2 separate regions of the Sus scrofa genome follow, and region 2 is linked to region 1. The links are chromatin contacts, called in public HiChIP or PLAC-seq maps. All regions are on one chromosome and are shown on one strand. Each heading gives the region's core, a stretch centred on a gene start, on an enhancer-like site or on the middle of the called end of the contact. The rest is flanking DNA. Distances are from core to core; before and after follow the strand shown.

Region 1 (3,861 bases), core at 806-3,305:
AATCTTAATAGCTTTATTTTTTTTTTTTAATTTTTGGGAGTTCCCAGCTTGGCTTAGCATAAAATGAATCTGACTAGTATCCATGAGGCTTCAGATTCAATCCTTGCCCTTGCTCAGTGGGTTAAGGATCTGGCATTGTCATGAGCTGTGGTGTAGGTCAAAGACTTGGCTAGGATCTGGCATTGCTGGGGCTGTGGCGTCAGCCAGTGGCTACAGCTCTGATTCAACCCCTAGCTTGGGAAGCTCCATATGCAGCGAATGTGGCTCTAAAAAGACAAATAAATAAAATTTTTTGGAGTTCCCATTGTGGGCTCAGCTCATTAAGGACCCGACCTTATCTCTGTAAGGATGCAGTTTCAATCCCTTGCCTCAGTGGGTTAAGATAGGTCATTGAGGTAAGCTACAATGCTGCTTACATCCTTGTTGCAGTGGCTGTGGCGTGGGTTCCAGCTGAAGCTACAATTCGACCCTTAACAGAGGAACTTCCATATGCCAAAAGCGTGACTGTAAACAGAAAAAATTGTTTCCAACTTAATTTTACATGAATTTTTTTTAATATACAGATAGTGCTCTCTTCAAGTAGTCAACACAGTGCCTTGGATTACGATTGTCTTTTGAGTTTTTCATGTGTTCAGTGATTTTTTATGTAATAAGGTTGTGTGTATACTTGCCTTAAATTATGGTTAATTTCAGCAAATTCAAGATTAGCTACCTTTCAGTTTTGAACTGAAACTCGTTTACCTCTGTAGAAATAGCGAATGTTACAGCCACCTACTTCCTATGACAAGGAATCAACGATTTGAAGAGAAGTCAGAAAAGAGTTGGTTACTTGTATGTTTCTTTCCTTTGTATTTCAAGCCATAAATATCCAAATTAAATGTAACAGTGTTCCACTTCTAGCCACAAGGTGCTCTCTTACTAGTCATACTGAACCTGAATGTGGGAGAAATGAGGAACCTAGGAAAGGAAAAAATAATGATCTTTAATGCAAGTTTGTGCTTTATATAGTTATATGTTTGGATTCAGCTTCCTCCTGTCAAGTATGAAATACATCATATGCTGACTTAATGACATAAATTTGTAAATGCACTCATTAAGTCACAAAGGCAGCTGTAGTTTTAAAGGCCACAACCATAGGGAGAAGATGGTTTCCCTCCAATTACACAACCCTTTTGGTCGTTAAAGGCATGCGCAAATTCTCGCGGATTAACCTCGATGTAAATAAAAAACGTCCTGAAGAAACTCAGACTGAAATGGTTTCCCTCCGATTATGTAATCCCTTTGGTGGTTAAATAAGGGCATGTACAAATTGTCGCGGGTTGACCTCCCGAGGAAGTCAGGGTGCCGAGGCGGCGAGTTCTCCCCACGCGCTCTTCTACAGCCGGGCAGTTCCCGTGGGTGGCCTCTCGGAAAGGATAAATGCACTTAAACTCGTCTGATAAGGTCATCCGAAAGTGTCGATGGGGAGGGGCGTACTGCAAAGCCTATGCCATCCCCACAGGAGATGCACGCTGCCGCGCTTGCAGGACGCGCGCCCAGGGCCCCGCTTGGAGCAGGTGAGGGGTGCGGCTGGGGCCCGAGGGGTCCCTGCTCCCACAGGTGCGGCCGGCTGGCGCGCAGGCGCACTACGCCCGCCTGGCCGGACACCCGCCTCCGCCTCCAGCCGGCCCGCTGCTCGCTAACTCGGCTTCCCGCCCCGCAAAAATAACGTGTGAATACCCTCTGTGGACAGAGCCTCTTCTTCCTCGCCGCTGCCTCCGCCGCCATTTCCAGAAGTGGCCAGTCACAGCCACGGCCATGATCGCCGCTGGGCGCGACCTCCGCCCGCGCCGCTCCCCGCAGGGGTCCCTCCCTTCTGGGGCAGAAGACAGCGGCGCGCGGGGTTCCGGCCCGCACCCCCGCGTCCATTTGGTACGCCCCGCTCCCCGCCCCCGGCTCGGGAAGCTTCTCGCGGCGCCGCCACAGCGGCGGGCCCGGGGAGGGGGGTGGCGAGCGGAAGGGGCGGTGGGCGGGGGCGGGGCGGTCACGCCGCCCATCCCGTGCCCGCCGTGTCACGTGCCCGTGCCGCGGCCAATCGCCGGGCGGCGCTGTGCGGGGAGCGAGCAGGCTGTGGTGAGGGACGGCGGAGACCGGAGATGTTTTCGAGCCCGGCCTCGGCGGCGTTCGTGGCGGTTACGGCGACAGCGAAGACCACGACAGAGACGGCCGCGCCGAGGCCCTCGTACAGGGGGTAAACCCTCCTGCGCCGGCCGTGCCTTGGGTCCGTGAGGGCGAGGGGGGCGTGGCGACAGGCGAGGAGGAAGGAGGGGCGCGGTTTCGAGCCCCGGCCCCGGCGCCCGGGAGGAGCCCCCCAGTCGCGCCCGCTCCCGTCCCCTCGGCAGAGCGAGGTAGGTACGTGCCCGCCGCCCCGCCCACGCTAGCGGGACGGGGGCCGTAGTCGCTGCAGGCGGGAGCTGCTCGGGCGGGGGGGCGGGGGCCCGGGCGGACGGACGCCGCGCCGCTCCCGGAACATGGCGGGGCCGCGGAGCGTGTGCGTGCGAGGGTGCGCGGCGGGAGGGGGCGGGGCTGGGCGGGGCGGGGGGCGCGCCGGCCGGGGCCCTGCCGCCGGGTGCGCGGCGGGGTCGTGTCCGGGCGCGGCTTGGCGGGCGCGCGGGGCCGGGGCTTCTGGAGCTCGGCTGGGCTAACTCGGTGCGACGCCTGCTCCAGGATCCCCAAGCGTTGAGTAAACGCTGGTACAAAGAGGCCGCCGAAGCCTGGCTGACAGCTGTTTTAATAATAACAGGGAGGGACAGTTTAGCACGGGAAGTTGACACTCGCACCGGTCGAAACCGTAGGAAACCTTTCTAGCAGCGTACCCATCAAGATCGGTTTCCACTAGACTCCCGCGCCTACCTTGCCAACGCGGGGAAATGGGTTGGGGTCCAGGCATCTGGAACGCCTTGGAACCGCCTCTAATCTTCAAGTAGAAGTGGACCAGTGTTATTTTAAGACGGTTTATGTAAATTATAAAAGAAGGCGAACTGGTAAAATAACTACTTTAACATAAATTGACTGCTGATTAAAAACATATGCTTCTTTAGGCCCTTAAAAATCTTGAGCTCTGATCTGTTTCAGTTTCTTCAGTCGTTATACAAAGGGTTTCCTGGAGATTAGCTCAGAACTGGCAGAACATACGCTACATTGATGCCAAGTGGCTTAAAAAACAAAATGAGATAGTGTCGACTGTGTAAGATCAAGTCGTTGTATTAACTAGTCTTGTTGGGAAAAGTCTTTAATTTGGGCTAAACGCAAATACATGTAAAAATGTTCCGTAGGCAAGAGGGGACGGTTTTACTACTTAAAGATCATTTATAGTTGACACAAGCACTGACTCAATTTCTAAAGGTCCGCAGACGGTTGACTAAGTAAGGTCAAGCTTAACTATTCAGGGTGTGTGTTCTGTTTTAGAGATAGGAAGAGTGTTAAAGTGAAGTAAAAAATGTTAAGGAATATTCGTGGAAGGAAAAGAGTAGAAAAGCAGGATGCCTGTAATGTTCTTAATCTTTATGGTTTCCATAGTTGTTGTTAGGATGGTTTTATGAAAAAGCAGAGCTGGGAGAGTGGAAATCTCTGGGTGTGTATTCCATGAAGACTGAGGAGGAGTAAAGAGGAAAAAATACTTAGATGAGAAAAAATTTTGTAGGTGAAAATAATGTTGTGCAGTCTTTGGTTTTAGTTCTTTAATATCAGGAAGGGGGGAAACTTGAATTTTGTTTGAAATTGAGTGCCCAGCTGGTGGAATTTAAAAGGAAGATATTTTTATCAAGATGCTTATATGTTAAATTTTTTATAGAAGTTGAAAAATGTAACTGATATTCTTCT
Region 2 (3,861 bases), core at 989-3,488, 85 kb before region 1:
GGAAACATAATCACTGCTGCAATGTGACATGTGTTTCATGAATAGTGGTCCTGAAGAAAAGTAGGTAGAGGTTATATATCTTTTTTTTTAACTGAAATGTAGTTAATTTATAATGTGTTAGTTTCAGGTGTACATCAAAGTGATTCAGCTATACATGTATGTATATATATTCTTTTTCAGATTATTTTCTGTTATGGTTTATTGTAAGTTATTGAGTATAGTTCTCTTTGCTATACAGTAGGTCCTTGGTGTTTTATACATGTATAGTAGTGTGTATATAATTCCAAACTCTCAATTTATCCCTTCCCCCACCCTTTCCCCAATATCACCTTTGGTAACCATAAGTTCCTTTTCTACATCTGTGAGTCTATTCCAGTTTTGTAAATAAGCTCATTGGCATCATTTCTGAGTCTACATATAAGTAATATCATATAACATATTTCTGACTTACTTCACTTGGTATGATAATATCTAGGTCCATGGCTGCAAATGGCATTATTTCATGCTCTTTGCGGCTGAACTGTATTCCATTGTGGCCAGGGATCGAACCCACATCCTCACAGACACTATGTCATATTCTTAACCCGCTGAGCCACATGGGAACTCCTCAGAACCTTTCTAATTAGTCCTGTGCATTTGTGGAAGGGTGACACCCACCGGGATGATGCCCCCCTCCGTGTTCCCTTAGAACACCGGTACCTTCTCAGGGTGCTCTGCGCCCCTCCCCCAGCACCTGCTGTGGGTGTCTGCTGTCTGGTTCCCCTCTGAGCATCAGACCCACCACTGAGTAGGTGAGGGAGTCTCATAACAATGTGAATGGGAAGGTTCAGCACTCCACCAGCCTAGCCAGTCACAAATTTCTTAAAAGTAAGTGCAAAAGGATTCTCTTTGTAAAAAAAAAAAAAAAAAAAAAAAAAAAAAGGTCTTGCATTATTTGTGCCCTGGCTAAGTGTCCACCCCTAAACCAAAGGAGACTAGGATTCCCTTGGTCTTCAGCAACCCTTATCTGCTACCTTGACTCTGAAACTGATCTTTCCATCTGTTGCCATCATTTACTCAGTCCCAGGGGCCTTTACCACACTTGGTGAGGAAAGGAGTACAAACCAGTTGAAAATTAGCCCAAGTCCTCGGCTCTTCACGGTCACTTCTCTTCATTTTCCCTATCACGTGCTTCACTCAGAAGGCAGGTCCCTGGGAGGAAACAGAACCCCTTCCTTGTTGGTCCTGTGCACCTGCCCTGATCCCTTTTGTTTCACCCTGAGCTACCCCTCACCCCAGAACAGGGCTTTTGACAACTCCTCTGAGAGATGAATCTGTCAAGAAGGGTGAAGGGTCTGAAAAATTACCCAGCTTAGACTCTCACTGTTTCATGGATGCTAGAAGAAGACATGAGACTCTGGGTTCAGAGACAAAGGACTTAGTTCTAATGGCCCTGAAAACAACGTCAGCTCTTTGCATTGGTTCCCTTTGCCCCCACATGACACAGAGATTATGCAGTGGTCCCGAATGACACCTGCCCATGCCCAGCAGCTCAGGGTCAAGTGCCCAGCACGTGATAAGGTAGCAACCAAGCCAGCCCCTCCCTACTGTTACCCATTTAATGGGCCATGTGACCAACCAGAGACACTGCTGTGAGATAGGAGACAGATCAGCCTAGGAGCCAGGGGCCCTCAGCACAATTTGCAGGGATGGTTAGAGCCAGGAAGGACTGCTTCTGCCAACAGGGCCATGTACATTGTATCATTCCAAGCTTCCCTTCAGCGTTATCTTAATCCCAAGGCCACAGCACCAAACACTCAGCCCTGGGCTGCTGTTGAAGCCCTACCAAACGTTGATTTACTGCTGAAGGAAAAACAGGATGGTGGGTTGTCCATCTGGCTCCCTGTGTTTAAACAAAAACACTTAAAACTTTGCCCCCCCCCAGTCCTTCCATGGTTTCAGTTCCTGTTGGACTGTTACATAAACTCTCAGTTCCTCTTAGATTGTCATACTGAAAAAGAAACTGCACCTACTCTCCAATCTGGATAAAGAATTCAATATAAAAAGGAAGATATGTGTAATAAGAAACTCCATATGTCCAAAAGCAAACTTCTGGTTCTTTCCAACCTGCCCCCTGTCCTTCCTCCCCAGCAGAAGGCAGCCCCTTCCCCCTTCACAGCCTGCAGAGCGAGTCCACACTCTGACCCACCGCTCCAGAGCCCCCAACAGCCATGCCCCATTACTTCTTTCTTTGTGGCTTCAGTCTTCACCTCTCAGGCTGATTCTCGATCCAGCAGCCAGAGTGGTCCTCTAGCATGGAAAGCCATGTCCTACCATGCTTCTGCTCCAAACCCCCACTGACTTCCAAGAGCCTTCAGAATAGAAAGACCTACTTGGTTCCACATAGCCTGCAGCTCTGCCTGCCCCCTGACCTCTGACTCCTGTCTTCTCTGCCACCACTCCCATCCCTCCGCCTGTTCCCGGACCCACCAAGCCCACCAGTCCAGCCTCTGCTTGGTGGCTGCCCCAGGTGCCAAAGAGCCACCTCTGCTCCCTTTCCGGCCACCCTGTACCCTAGCAGCTACTTTATTCTTCTCCCTGGCACTTGTCACCATGTGGCACTTACTCCCCTGTTGTTATCTGTCTCCTCCCTCAAGAATGAGGGCTGTGAGTCAGGCTTCTGCTCACACGTACCTTCATCCTATATACCCAGTGCCAAGGACACTGCTTGCCCCACACTGGCTCCCAGTAAATGGTTTCTGGATTTATTAACTCAACAAGTTCTAATCATCTACCTCTTCCATTTGCAGTCCAAGGGGGGAGAGAGACAAATCCACATGAGCTCGTAATACAGTGCTCTTAGTGCCACCCTGGAGACGTGTAGGGTATTACAGGGCCATGCGGAGGCTGCACTTGTGGGAGCAGATGGGAATTTTTAAAAAGATCTCAGGAGCCGGGGCGGGACGACGAAGGACATGAGGGCGGGGGTCCTGCCGCTCGGGGACGTCGGCGGCGGAGTGGTGTAGGCTGCAGACAGGTCAGATCCAAGTTGCTATGTCTGGCGGGCGGGCACAGCCCAATCGACCCAGCTGGAACTCCATATGCTGGAGCAAAATAGCAAAAAAAAAAAAAAAAAAAAAAAAAAAAAACTTAGATTGTGGGCAGTGGAACGAATCGATAGAACCATGATGCGGTTCTCCTGCCTTGCTAGTGGTAATGATCCGGCGTAGCTTTGTAGTGCAACCGCTCGATCCGCGTTGCTGGCTCGGTAGGCTGTGGCTACAGCACTGATCGACCCTAGCTGGACTCCATATGCGAGGACCCAAAAAAAAAAAAAAAAAAAAAAAAAAAAAAAAAAAAAAAAAAAGACTCTCAGGTGCTCCATGTGGCAATGGATCGTGGTGTCTCTGAAGTGCTGGGACACAAGTTCAATCCCTGGTCTGGCACAGTGGGACCAGGCATTGCCACAGCTGCAGCATAGGTCAAAGCTGCAGCTTGTATCCGATTCCTGGCCTGGGAATTCCATATGCCAAAGGGCAGCCAAAAAAGAAAAGAATCTTAAAAATAAAAAGATAAGGGGGTTCCTGTTGTGGCTCGGCAGAAACAAATCTGACTAGTACCATGAGAAGGCAGGTTTGATCCCCAGCCTCACTCAGTGGGCTAAGGATGCAGTGTTGCCATGAGCTGTGGTATAGGTCACAGATGTGGCTCGGATCTGGAGTTGCTGTGGCTATGGTGTAGGCTAGCAGCTGCAGTTCTGATTCAGCCCCTATCCTGGGAACCTCCATATGCCTTGGGTATGGCCCTAAAAAGGCTAAATAAATAAATAAATAAAAAGATAACTCTGAGGAGCTCCCACTGTGGCTCAGTGGTAACGAAACT

What was found. HiChIP or PLAC-seq counts read pairs in DNA pulled down with a chosen protein or histone mark.
Region 2: an H3K27ac HiChIP or PLAC-seq map of alveolar macrophages shows a contact between it and region 1. The contact joins the enhancer-like site here to the promoter of ANKRD12 in region 1. A contact is called at or near these places in 2 of 5 promoter capture datasets (fetal liver and liver), 20 of 47 Hi-C or Micro-C datasets (alveolar macrophages, blood, embryonic fibroblasts and 12 more) and 2 of 2 datasets of contacts at active chromatin or transcription factors (alveolar macrophages and skeletal muscle).

The regions. Positions count from the first base shown.
Region 1 is chr6:98,812,921-98,816,781 of Sscrofa11.1, reverse strand. ANKRD12 (ankyrin repeat domain-containing protein 12) reads left to right here and starts at 2,055. Exons shown (of 12, transcript XM_021096065.1): 1 at 2,055-2,387.
Region 2 is chr6:98,897,893-98,901,753 of Sscrofa11.1, reverse strand. No RefSeq gene overlaps it. Among named protein-coding and RNA genes, the nearest start is that of NDUFV2, 47 kb to the right of the region's middle. Within about 2 kb of position 2,238, at least 18 of the 83 cell types and tissues checked have an H3K27ac peak or open chromatin away from gene starts, as enhancers often do. A contact at or near this core is called in alveolar macrophages, liver, omental adipose tissue and 2 more, where this site is marked.